Linked DNA regions of Rattus norvegicus: region 2 is linked to region 1. The links are chromatin contacts, called in public Hi-C maps. All regions are on one chromosome and are shown on one strand. Each heading gives the region's core, a stretch centred on a gene start, on an enhancer-like site or on the middle of the called end of the contact. The rest is flanking DNA. Distances are from core to core; before and after follow the strand shown. Region 1 holds the start of Slc26a8 (solute carrier family 26 member 8). Region 2 holds the start of Pnpla1 (patatin-like phospholipase domain containing 1).

Region 1 (6,653 bases), core at 2,518-5,017:
ATCCCCCTCTATTATCTCCATTCAAGTGGACTTCATTATTCTCCAACATCTCAGAGGATGAAGAAGAAAGGGAACACAGGCCTCAAAGTGGATTAAAAAAGAAATCCAAGAAGCCAGGTATAGTCTTGCATACCTTTAACTGCAGCACTCTGGGAGACAGAGGCCAGCTGATCTGCGTTGGAGGCCAGCCTGGTCTACAATGTGAATTATAGGACAGCCCATCTCAAAAACAACAGCCAACAAACAAACAAACAAACCAAAAGGTGCTTTTCAGATGCATCTAAAAAGCTGCTAATTGAAAACAATTTCAAGTAACCCGAGAGCGGTAACGCCTATACATCTGACTGGAGGTGACATTTGCTCAGTCACAGACAGTTTCAGTTATCTTTCCCTCATGGATAGGCTACATAAATCTCTAAGGTAGAATGTCTGGGGCTGGAGAGATGGCTCAGTGGGCTGGAGAGATGGCTCAGTGGTTGAGAGCACTGACTGCTCTTCCAGAGGTCCTGAGTTCAATTCCCAGTGACCACATGGTGGCTCACAACCATCTGTAAGGGAATCCAATACCATCTTCTGGTCTGTCTGAAGACAGTGTACTCATATGTAACACATACACAAATCTTTAAAAAAAAAAATCCCTGGGGGCTGGAGAGATGGCTCAGTGGTTGAGAGCACTGTCTGCTCTTCCAGAGGTACTGAGTTCAATTCCCAGCAACCACATGGTGGCTCACAACCATCTATAATCAGGTCTGGTGCCCTCTTCTGGCCTGCAGGTGCATACATGCAGGCAGAAAGCTGTATGATGTATACATAATAAATAAATAAATGTTAAAAATTTAAAAAAAAAATGTCTGTGTCTCTGGAAGACAGGCAAGGAACTGACAGACTAGAAGGCAGGGCTGAAAGCAGGGTTTTTTCTTTTTTGTTTTGTTTTTTTTTGCTGCAGACCTCTTTGACCCTTATTTCAAGCGACCTGCTTTGTGCTGTGCACTGCTGCAGTGTAAGGCCAGGACTGTGCCATGGTTACATCACTAGGCCAGCACTACCTATGTTCAAGAAACTGTTTGGTAAGGGCTGGGGATTTAGCTCAGTGGTAGAGCGCTTACCTAGGAAGCGCAAGGCCCTGGGTTCGGTCCCCAGCTCCGAAAAAAAGAACCAAAAAAAAAAAAAAGAAACTGTTTGGTAGAAGTCTATCTCATTGGGAGGCTGTGCTCAATCCCATTGCAAGAAAGTAACAGCACTAGAGGAAGTGGTGTTGGTTTCACTGTGGCAAGTCACTGTAAAGCTGGCTCTTCTGCCAGGGCAGCAGTGGCCCTAGGAAACCCTGCAAGTTCCCTCTCCCAGAAGCCCTGAGTTCTGCTCCATCCTTCCCAAGCATCCAAATGGGGACAAAAGCCTGATGCTGTAACAGTGAGCAATGAAGACTGGAGATACTGAGGGAGCTGGTGAGTACTAGAGAAACAAACCAATCACAAACACGGGATGTAAATTATTGACATCCCCTTTAAAATGCAAACTGCCAGTCTGTAAACTTGGGGGAAAGAGGTCAGGGCTGGTGCTATCAGCAGCACAGCCTAGGCAGCTCCAACGAGCAAACGCAATATGATCTGTTGCCGGACATGGTTGCACAATCGCAATTACCAGGAAGATTCTACCAAACAGGAAATTCACGATGTGACTTTAAGTAACACAGGATTCATACTTAAAGATTAACACATCCAGAAGCCTAGAATTTGTTCCAAAGGGGGGGAAAAAAAACATTTCACAGGCTCTTTCAGGGAAACGTGAATATAAATCACTAAAACGCAGAAGAGTCTAGTCTGTTGAGTCTGGTCTTTACTTTCAGATAGGGAGGTCTAAACTGACACTGAGTCCCAATAAATGAGACTATATGAATCCTTGAAAGTCCCTGACATTTCTGGAGTGGACCTTTGACTGTATAAATTTAATCTGAAACCTGCTCCCAGGGCCTTGTGTGGTAGCAAATGCCTTTATTCTCAGCGCTGGCAGGAGACAAAATTTGTTGAGTTCCAGGCCAGGCTTTGGTCTAGCCACTGAGGCTCAGGCCAGACAGGGCCATCCATAGTGAGACTCTGTCTCAAACGAACTCAAACAAAAAGCCGAAGTGTTAATGAAAGCTGAAAGGCATCGTTTTCTGCGGCCAGGTTCTCCCGAAAAACCCCCATGTGCCTCGGTGCTTACAAGCTTAAAGCCCCCTGCAAATCTTCTAAGGGGCTTAAAGAAAGAAAAGCATCCCAATTAAAAACCATTTACAACTCCAGCACTCGGTCCCACCTTTTTGATCTTTGAGGGGCGCCCAACAGATCAGAACCACTCTGGCTCCGTATGGAAAACTGGTTTTGTCAAACAATACTGAACTGAGCAGCGCTGTGTGACTAAGCTGAGAGCTGGAGCGTCCTTGCAGGCACTGCCACCCTCCCTCCCCGAAAAGGAAATACGCTTTCAACCGAATCGGAAACACACCACGGCAAGCTGGCACCCCGCGGTCCCCGAGATAAAGTCGGTATTATTTTAAGCCCTTCGGGGTGCTGCTAATTCAGGTGCGAATCCCAAAAGAACGTTTCCCGATTCTGGGTTTTTCGACCGAAGCTTGCAAAAATGGTTAAATGGGAGGGAAAAACTGAGAAAGAGAAAAAAAAATTCCGGGAAAGGGAGCGCTTTTTCTTGCAAGTTTCGTTCAGGTGACCGCAGTCCCCGGGTCAGGCTTTGACCTACTGCTCCTCGCCGGAGCTGCGCCCAGCTCGCCCGCTCCCCGGGGCAGGGCTCCTGCGTGCCAAGTGGCGGTACCCGGAGGCAGGGTCCAGAGGCCGCACGGCTGCAGAGGGACCCCCGGGAGGAACGATCTTGCGAGCATGGAGAGCACAGGGTGGAGCCCCATCACACCGCGCCCACGGCTGACCCGATCCCGCACACGGTTCCCCACCCACCTGAGTGTGCAGGGCGAGGGGTGCAGGACACGTCCCGCTCCAACTGCCCCCTGCACCCCCAAGACACGCCCGCAGGAGAATTCCTGCCGCTGGGCGCATCGCTGAGCTGTGGGGACAGGCCTGGCGCTCAGGCATGCAGGGCCACCCTGCTTGCTCCACCACGTTCCCTCCCACCCCCGCCCCCAACCCCAAGCCCGGCGACACTCACCACACCGAGCCGTAGGCTCCCGAGCCCACCGGGGACAGGTTCTGGTATCGCTCGGGCACCTCCCAGACGGTCTTGTTCAGCTCCTGCCGGTAGAACGTGGGCCTCTCCTGCGACATCTTCCAGCGGCGGCAGCGCGGCGACGAGGTGGCCGAGCGAGGGCCCCTGCCTGCAGCCGCACGCTCTCCTCTGCGCCCTCTCGCTCGCCCGCGGCAGACCCGACCCCGCGCCCGCGCAGGTGTGGAGGCTGCGACCCACGGCTCCTGTCAGCCGCGGCGGCACCTACGAGCCTCGGCAACGAGCGGGAGCCGGCTGCACGGTTCGACGCAGCTCCCGCCGCGGTCCCCTTGCAGCCGCTCCCTGGGGAGCGCACGCCGACGCTGCGCGACAGCCGCTCGCGCTCTAGCGCCCGCTCGGGCTCCAGTGGCCGCGATCTCCCCCCTCTCCCCGCAGGCAGCGGCCGGGGAGGCTCTAGCAGGACTCTCGCGAGAACAGCTCCGCGAGCCGAGATCTTACCCAATATGGAACCTGCCCGTGGGGCGGGGGTGCTCGAGAAGAGCGCGCGGGACGGGAAGATCTCGCGAGAAGAGAGACACGGCTCCGGGAGCTGAGGCAGGAACTCTAGGGGAGACTCTGCTCCCGGGGGGCGCCGAGGGTGGGGGCGGACCGCAGCGTAGGCCGCGCGCGCCTCTCTGTGGTCGGACCGGCGAATGCCCGGCGCCGTGGCGGAAAACCACTGGGACGGCGTCGGGGGGGGGAAAGAGAGCCAAGCGGTCTTTGAGCTCCGAGCCACCTGCTCACCGGAGCCGGCGATTTCCAAGAAAGATTTGCAAGAGCAGACTGGCCCTGTCCAGAAAGCTGTTGCGTTCCCATCCGCTCAAGGACGCGTGGCTTATCTCGGGACGCTGATGAAACCTGTCCCCCTCCCCACCCAGGCAAACATTAACCCGGTCTCAAAGCCCAGGCTCTCCCTCCCGCCGGACGCTCCTAGCAGCTTCTAAATGTCCTCACCAGAAGAACCACCGTGGAAGGTGTAGGAGGAGGTTCCAGGGACCCACTAGGGAGTCCGATGCACAAGGTCAGAGGTGGACGTCAGGAATGGCCACTTTGAGGCTGAGACCTGCGTTTGCAAGGCCCTGGGTTCGATACCCATGACTGGAAGGGAAACACACTCTCTCTCTCTCTCTCTCTCTCTCTCTCTCTCTGCAGGTAGGTCATTCCATTTCAGGAAAGTTTCTCATTTATTTTACTTATTTAGATGTACACATCCTGTAATGCCAGCGTTTGGAAAGACCAGGAGACCCGTCTCATGTATTTGATTTTATTTATTTACTGAATTATTTAGATTTATACAGCCTGTGATTCTAGCATCTGGAAAGACCAAGAGACCCTTCTCATATATTTGATGTATTTATTTAGATTTACGTAGCCTGTAATTCCAGCGTTTGGAAAGACCAGGAGACCAGCCTCTGCTATATAGTGAGTAGTTAAGAGACCTGCCTGGGCTGTTATGAGACCATATCTGGAACACCCCAAAGCCCATGACTCCGGTTCGAGACCGACTCCTGCCAATTTAGAACCATCCAAAATTTAGAAATTTAAAGGAAAAATTGGGAGAATTTTAAGAACTTAAATTGAGGGAGCTGGAGAGATGGCTCGGTGGTTAAGAGCACTGACTGCTCTTCCAGAGGTCCTGAGTTCAATTCCCAACAACCACATGGTGGCTCACAACCATCTGTAATGAGATCTGATGCCCTCTTCTGGTGTGCCTGAAGACGGCTAAATAAATCTTTAAAAAAAAAAAAAAAAAGAAGAAAAAAAAAAAAGAACTTAAATTGAGAGGATTTTAAAGACATAATTCATGAGAAATTTAAAGAATCCACGCCTTTGGAAGTTTGGGGAAACGACGAGGGCTTCGGACATTTATTAAGACAAGTCTGTTGAGCTTCCTTAGGCCCCGGTTCTAGTCTCCACGAGGGAAACCCAGCCCTCCATTCCCACCTAGTGGAATCTTCCGTAGAAGCCGAGAAAAAGATAATAAAAGTGAACGGGGAAAGTTAGACCCGTAAGAACTCACATCCACCCACCCCTACGCGGAGCAGGAGGACCGGGAACTCCTATTCTCGTGCCTGTTTCTGGAAGATCCGAAGGGTCCCGGCCCAGGTCTGTGGAGGGCAGCCAGAGACCCCTTCTCCTCGCCCAGATGCCGTCCTCGCCCGTCACCCGCACAGCCGGAACGCCGGCGGGTTCTGCAGCAACGGCTCGGGAACTGCCGGCCTCTGCGTCCGCAGCACCGCCGCCAGCCAGGCTGGAGCCGAGTCTGTCCCCAGCGTCTGCGCTCCTGCCGGTCACCGGAAACCAGGTGAGCCCTGCCTGCCGCCTCCCGTAGCATGGCTGCTTGGGTCACCTGCAGAGCTAGGAGAGTCCCAAGCACTAGTGGGTGAATGAGTGAATGGCGGTGGTCCCTGGAATGAATGAGTGAATGAATAAATGAATGAATGGCGGTGGTCCCTGGAACTTGTGTCTCCTATAGAGAGGCTGCGTGAGAGACAGCACTGGCAAGAGACAAGATGGTCTTTGCACACTGGATCCTTTCAAACTCGCCCCTGTGTTATCAGCAGCTGAAGGGACTGGACTGTGGGCCTTGCCACACTTCCACCCTATCGTGTCCTAGGCTCAGAGCCCCTTTTGCTTACCCTTACTGTTTTGCTCATTTTGTTTTCTCTGGCTGAACCCTACCCCCCTCCGCCCCCTTCTGTGTCTTCTGGTCCTTAGGGACTGTGGTTTGGGTCCTCCCTCAAGCCAGTCATGAATGTCTCTCCAACACAGCCCCTTGGTATCATGCTGTATAGCATTAAGGAGGGCTTTAGTTGGAAGTGAGTTTTGTTTTATGGTTTTAGGAAGCACGTGAAAGAGGACTTAAATCAGGTAAAAAAAAAAATTCTTGCACCTTAACTAATTTTCTGGGTTTCCTGCCCGTTGGGTCAACATTTTATAAATCAAGTTACATTTTTTTGCATGTAAAATATTCCAATTAGAGATTCTGTAAATGATCTGCAAATGGATAAATGACGGACAGACAGATGGACAGGTGGATGGCTGAAGGCAGCAGTAGTGAAAGAGCTGGGTTAACATGCTTCTATTTTCGAGTATTTTTAGCAGAGGGAGATAAAGACAGGGACTACAGCTCAGAAGACAGCAGCCTTTCATGTTAGGCCCTCAGATGGATTTCCAGCGCAGGAAGGAAAAAAACAAAAGAATTAAGGCATGTGTGGTGGCACACACTGTATGTAGAACTAGAGTTTCATAAAGGTTGCTCATGGAGCGAGAGATACGGCTCTTTCAACACCTATAACCCAGCACTGGGTAGACGGGGGCAGGAGGAAGGCGATGTCAAAGCCCGCTATGCTCCATGAGATCCTGTCTCAAAATCAACAGCAGACAAGAAAGATGAGTGGTGTACACTGTGGCACCCTTCGTGCTGCTCTGGTCAGGGCCCC
Region 2 (6,653 bases), core at 2,270-4,769, 170 kb before region 1:
GGGGACTTCGGTCTAGACTCCCACTGAGTTTCTGATAACAGGTCAACACCTTGGTTACCCATCCTCTGTCTGGTAAATGTTCTCCCCTAAGTACTTTCTTTTTTTAAAAAAAAATATTTTTTATGAATTTTTCTTTATTTTTGGTTTTGCTTTGAGACCAATATAGCCCTGGCTGTCCTGGACCTCACGCTGCAGTCCAGGCTAGCCTTGAACTCACAGAGATCTGCCTGCCTCTACCTCTGGTGCACCAGGATTAAAGGCCTGTACCACCATGCCTCCGCCCAATATGTTTTCCAGTCCATCCCCTCAGTGAATCAGGTCTGTAAAAACTCTGTCCCCGAGACCCACTGTTAACCCCGAAGTCCACTCTGCCAAGTGGTGACATGGTTTAAGTCATTCCAGCATCCACTCTGGACAGATGAGGCTCAGGGTGAACTCCCCACGTAGTTTGTGTGACCTCAGGCTGCGTAAGTGTCCTGTGACTGTTTCCTTCTTTGTATAAAGGGAGGTAATAATAGTTTCCCCCTTAGAAGGAGCTGTAAAGTCTGGGTGAGTTAATACCCTTAAAACTTCAAACAGGATCTGATACAAAAGACATCCGGTTATCAGGAAATCACGGGCCAGTAAAATGACTGGACTGGATTGGTCCATACACCTCACCCCTCCTTACATCCTGCTCTATTCATGAGCCATGCCGGGTCTAGGCCTTGATCCCTCCTAGAGGGCCTCTTCATGACTTCATCCCACTCCCTGGGGTCCGTGGTGGCCTTAGGCTGGCTAAGCAGATTTCTTATTCCTCCCATTGAACAAACCGAATTGATCCTAAAAGGTCTTGCTATAAACTCATATATATTTGGTTTTCGACATGGTCTCTCTGTGTAGCCCTGACTCTCTTGAAACTCACTCTGTAGACCAGGCTGGCCTCGAACTCAGAGATCTGCCTGCCTCTGCATCCCGAGCACTGGGATTAAAGTCCGGGACAGTATATTTTTAAGAACTTACTATAAGGGTTGGGGATTTAGCTCAGTGGTAGAGCGCTTGCCTAGCAAGCGCAAGGCCCTGGGTTCGGTCCCCAGCTCTGGGAAAAAACAAAAACAACAACAACAACAACAAAAACCCTCTGAAAGAACTTACTATAAGGCAGCAGAGGCGCAGGCTGGGGCTGGGGCACTGGGTAGAGTGTTTGCCTAGCCTGTGCAAAGCCTTAGGTTCAATTCCTAGCACCATGAAAACTGGTATGGAAGTGTATGCCTGCTACCCCTGCAGTGAGGAGGCAGGAGGATCAGAAGTTAAGGTCATCCTCAGCTACCTAGAGAATTCAAGGCTAGCCTGTGCTACGTGAGACCCTCCCTAAATAAAGCAAAGATAAGGGGATGGCGAGAGGGTTTGCAGGGACCCTGTATCTAGGGGCTGACTCTTACCTTTCCGAAGGCCTGGTATCTTTTCCCCTGGGTGAAAACACTTTGGGTGTGTAACCACAGAGGGCCCCGTGCCTAAGAAAGATCTGGAAAGATCTTTATCCCTCTCTTTGCCCAGGCTTGGGGAGGGTGAGTGGACTAGGGGCTGCAGGGTGGGCAGAAATTTTAACTCTCTTGTCCCATCGTTTCTTATAAACTATTAAAAAGGAGACGGTTCCTTGCCTGTGTGCGGCAACTAGAGAGGGCCCTACTGTTGCCCTTCAGGGCAGAGCCCCACCCCCATCGGCTGCCGCCTCCTCAGAGATCCAATAGCTGACCCTTCAGTTGGTCTCAACTCAACCTTCTAGCACATTCCAAACCTAATCCCCATCCTCCTCCACAAAGCACACTCATCCCCTAGTCGGTTTCTACTCAGGCCCCTCCAACCCAGCAGTCAGGCCTCCTTAAAACCCCCAAACCAGACTGTTGGCGGTTTCCAGCACTCCATGCTCAATCACAAAGCAGTTCACTCCTATCAGTGAAGTTCCTTCTTTGACAAACCCAGGTCAGGCCGTCATAGGGATTGTCCTGATAACAGAAGCTGGAGCACAGGGACTGGCTTCTGTGTGTTCAGAATTGAATGCCACAGGCCACTTGGATGGCCTCCCCCTCAACATGGCCGCCCCTGAACATCTCTGGAACACGGTCCCCCTTCCCGCTTCAGCCCCAGACAGCTGCAGTTTGTTTGCAGACCCCATCCCTCATGACACGAGAGACCTCTCCATTTGGAAGTTTGTTATCTGTCTTTTCTCTCTAGAATGTTCTAGAACTTCAGCTCCACAGGGGTTCTACATTACAGCCTGGCCTTGAGCGGGTCGGGGTGGCTGGGCCCGTGCTCTACACTGTTAGGACAAGGAGGCTGTTGCTCAGAGCCCTGGGTCAGCCCTGTGGTCTCCGGCCCACCACTGAAGCTGAAGCTCCCACACTGTGCCTCACTGTCTGTTCCCAGCTTCTCCTCAGTCCTCAGGGTTTGCATGTTGAGAGCCCCTTCCTCACTAAGAAGAGGGGGCAGTGCTTGCATTTAAAAAACAAGAAAAAAGGGGCTGGGGATTTAGCTCAGTGGTAGAGCGCTTACCTAGGAAGCGCAAGGCCCTGGGTTCGGTCCCCAGCTCCGAAAAAAAAGAACCAAAAAAAAAAAAACAAACAAGAAAAAACATCACCCAGCCTCACTCCTCATGACCAGACTATAGTGGTCTGGCCCAGCACAGGAGGAAGAGGAAAAGCGCATGCTTGGATGTGCGTGCGTGCATACGTGCGTGCGTGTGCGTGTGCGTGCGAAGGGGGAGCTACCCTGGCTGTCAAGCTTGGCTTTAACCCCCCCAGTGCACTTCCAAGTTGGACACGGTCTGCTCTGAGGAGTCCCTCCAGCAGCCCCCTTCAGAGACACCAGAGTAAAGGTCTTACCCATCTCAATCCCGCAGATGACCAAGGCTGCAATCACGGCGCCAGCTGACGTCCCTGCAAAGCGATGAGCCGTGTCCAGCATCCTAGGGGCCAGATCTCGCAGAGCATCCACGGCCCCAGCCTGGTAGTAGGACAGGAACCCGCTCCCGGAGAAGGAGATGGAATGAGGGGTGTCTGGGTCTCCTTTGAACACCTGTTCGTCCATCTTTGGGGCCTCTGGCCTCCCAGCGGAGGAAAAACCTACACCTGTCTGCCTTGGCTCAGTCTCTCCTTCCCTGTCAGTCAAGAGCCGGGAATGTACCGGCCCAGCCAGGCACCCACGGGTGGTTCATCCAGCCACTGCCTGGGCCTGTTGAGCTCTGCTGAGAGACACCCCTGAAGGCCTGATAAGGGACCCCAGGTCCTGGATGAAATGTAGACAGTTCTCAGAGTCATGGGCAGGGGCGTGGTCCTGCAGACCCCATGCTGACTTCATGACCTAGCTAGACTCACAGCGGGGCGCAGGCTCTTCAGCGCTCTCCACCCATCCTGGGCGCACTCTGGAGCGAGGCATTCCCTGCTCCCTGCTCTGGGCCGTGTCCACAGAGGCGGCGCCTTTCAGCCCTTAGCATCCAGTTGCAAAATCTCTGCCTCTCCCTGTACCTCCCTCACTGACTGGGGACTGAGTTACATGCCACGCCCCTAGTCGCCACGCCCCCAGTCCGTGTGTGTGTGTGTGTGTGTGTGTGTGTGTGTGTGTGCGTGTGTGTGTGTGTCCCATCCCACCCCCCCCCCGCCCCCAAGCAAGGCTTTGGCTTTCAATGGGGAGGAGCAACTCATATCGCCCCCATGCTCCTTCCTCACCCTCCTCAGACTCTGGAAAGGTCTTACACAAGCTCCTCTCTATTCTCCCCCCCCACCCCCCGGGGCTGGGGACCGAACCCAGGACCTTGCGCTTCCTAGGCAAGCGCTCTACCACTAAGCCAAATCCCCAACCCCGCTCCTCTCTATTCTTACCTTAGCACAAAACTGGGCAAAAACTAACAAGAGTTTGGCTCTGGGTGACTGCCTGGTTTGCTTTCCATTGATAACACGGTGACCACAAGCAACTTGGGGAAGGAAAGGGGTATCTCAGCTCACAGTTTAAGGTTCATCATGAGGGAAAGTCAGGGCAGAGAGGCAGGAACTGATGCAGAGGCCATGAGAACGCTGCTTACTGCTTGCCGGCTTACTCCCCATCACTAGCTCAGCCTGCTCTTACATAACCCTGGGCCACCTGCCCAGGGACGGCCCCGCCCACAGTGGGCGGGGCCCGCTCCCATCAATCATTAATCAAGACAATACCGGACAGACTTGTGCGCAGGCCTATTTGATGGAGGTAATGAGGGTTCCTCTTCCCAGCTTCTGTCAATAACCAGCCAGTAGTCTCCAGCCTCCTTCCCACCTCTCACTCCACCTCCTCATCCCTGGCCTGGTCCATGCCCTCTTGCCTGTCCGTGGCCTCTGTGCCAGCTCCAGAGGCCAGAAGGGGGCATTGGATGCCCTGCAGCAGGAATCACAGGCAGCTGTGGGTACTGGGAACTGAACCCAGGTCCTCAGGGAGAGCATCAAGCCCTGAGCCATCGCTCCGGCTGGCGAGCGTCCCTTATGTGTACAGGAGGGAAGAGAGCAGAGAGCTGGACCATTCCAAAATGGTCCAAAACAGCTTGTGAATGGGGGTAGGGTGGGGTCATGAGGTCTCCTGTAGGGACATCAGGATCAGAGAGGTGTTTTGGTAAGTGACAGGGGCTTGGGGACCAGGGTTAGCTCTAGGGGCTGTAGGGCATGACTCCTGGAGAGGAGGAAATTTCCTCACCACCTAAAAATGTCACTGCAGATCTCTAAGGCAGCAAAAGCTTTCTTAGTTGCCTTCTTCCCCTCCTCCCCTTCCTCCTCCCTTTCCCCCTCCACCATCACAGCCATCACAGCCATCACCATCACCAATCACCCAATGACAGCAGGACCAGAATTAGAACTGAGACACCAAGCCGCCTCTCTCCTAGTCCCAGTCAGCTCCAGCCTCAACTCCCAGAGACCAGATACTAACTGGCTTCCTGGGAGTCTGACAAGCGAATGTGAAGTCACCAGAGAGCCATCCGAGGAGCCCTGTAATTAACTACTACATTGTTCAAGGCTAGATTGCCCCAGGAGGAGTAAAGGGGGAGGGAGAGCAGGCAGGGCAGGGGACAGCTATGGGCTTCCTTGGGAGGGGAGGCATGCTGGGCTCAGAGGCATGGGAGGGAGTCTTGGGGTCAGAGAGAACGGGTTCACCCCCTGGCGATTTACTGCTATTTACGTGCAGTAGGACCGCACAATACATTTGGATTTTCCCCTCTTTGCAAAACAGGCGGTAATTCCAAAGTTTAGCAGGGGTTATAGAACAACAGGTTATAGGACAACATGCCTGCCAGTATCAGAGGACAATGGAGTCCAAGGTTTCTGAAGCAGATGGATCCAGAGTCTGTAGAAGAGAATGGTAAGGTCAGGGAGATGCGTGACCTCGGATCTCCCAGTGGAACACAGCGGGCTTGGAGAACACCCCAGCTGGGGAGTCCTGGAAGGGAGGGGAAGTGATGCAGGAAGTCCGGGTGGCCAGGCCAGGGGATAGCTGGAGGATGAGTCAGCGAAGCTATTGCCACAGAGTGTCAGATTGTGGGACTGGCTAGGTGAGCAAGGTGATTCATAGATAATGCTTGGTTTTCTGCCTGGGGCTAGGGAGAGGCAGGGTGCCTGTGGCAGACCGAGAAACTGGGGCACAGGTGAGGACACTGGTTGAAGATTTTATCTGTCTGTTTGTCCATCCATCCATCGTATGATTTGGGTGCTAGAAAGACGCTTGGCAGTTAGAAACACTTGCTTCTATTGCAGGGGACCTGGGTTCAAATCCCAGCACCAACATGGGGGGGACTTAAACCATCTGTAAATCTAGTTTTTGAGGATCTGGTGCCCTCTTCTGGCCACTAGGGGCACTACATACACACGGTATACACGCAGGCACACCAGCCATACTCAGAAAATAAGAATGAATTTAAAATATTATCCTTGTATGTTTTTTAAGCTGGGCATGGTGTGCAACGCCTTTAATGCCAGACAGCACTTGGGAGGCAGAAACAGGTGGACCTTTAGGAATTTGAGGTCAGGCAATGCTACATAACCCGGTCTTGTCCCAAAACAAACAAGTAAGCACAAAGATAATACGGTTTGTGTGTGTGTTTGTGTTCAAGCTGTGTGCACATGTGGAGATCACAGAATAATTTTCTGAAGTAGACTCTTGCTTTCAGCTCTCACCTTGACTTAAACGCTAAGAGGAAACCTCAGTTAAGAACTGACCCCAGGGATAGAGACAGCTCAGCAGTTAAGAGCACTGACTGCTCTTCCAGAGGTCCTGAGTTCAAATCCCAGCAAGCACATGGTGGCTCACAACCATCTGTAATGGGATCCGATGCCCTCTTCTGGTGTGTCTGAAGACAGAGACACTGTAGTGTAGTCACACGCATAAAATAAATAAATCGTTGAAATGTAAAAAGAAGAAAAAGACCCCCCCCAATCTGGCCCACGCCTTTACTCCCAGCACCTAGGAGGCTGAGGCAGGTGGATCTCTGAGCTCCAAACCCAACAGCTCTGGTCTACAGAGCGAGTTTCAGGACAGCCAGGGCTACGCAGAGAGCCCTGTCTCCCAAAACAAAAAACCAAACAGGATTGCTCCCATTATGCCGGCATGTGGGCATGTCTGTGGACATTTTCTCCATTGTCAATCGATGTAGGAAGGTGCAG

The links. Hi-C and Micro-C count contacts between places; a contact is called where the count stands out from the background.
Region 2: a Hi-C map of Schwann cells shows a contact between it and region 1, with 4 times the contacts expected there. The contact joins the promoter of Pnpla1 here to the promoter of Slc26a8 in region 1. A contact is called at or near these places in 2 of 12 Hi-C or Micro-C datasets (the A7r5 cell line and Schwann cells).

Annotation. Positions count from the first base shown.
Region 1 is chr20:6,748,298-6,754,950 of GRCr8, reverse strand. Slc26a8 (solute carrier family 26 member 8) reads left to right here and starts at 3,767. Exons shown (of 20, transcript NM_001107614.3): 1 at 3,767-5,515. It overlaps Mapk14 (mitogen activated protein kinase 14), which reads right to left and starts at 3,592. Exons shown (of 12, transcript NM_031020.3): 1 at 3,157-3,592. The coding sequence starts at 3,272.
Region 2 is chr20:6,916,555-6,923,207 of GRCr8, reverse strand. It overlaps Pnpla1 (patatin-like phospholipase domain containing 1), which reads right to left and starts at 3,519. Exons shown (of 10, transcript NM_001191841.2): 1 at 2,862-3,519. The coding sequence starts at 3,066.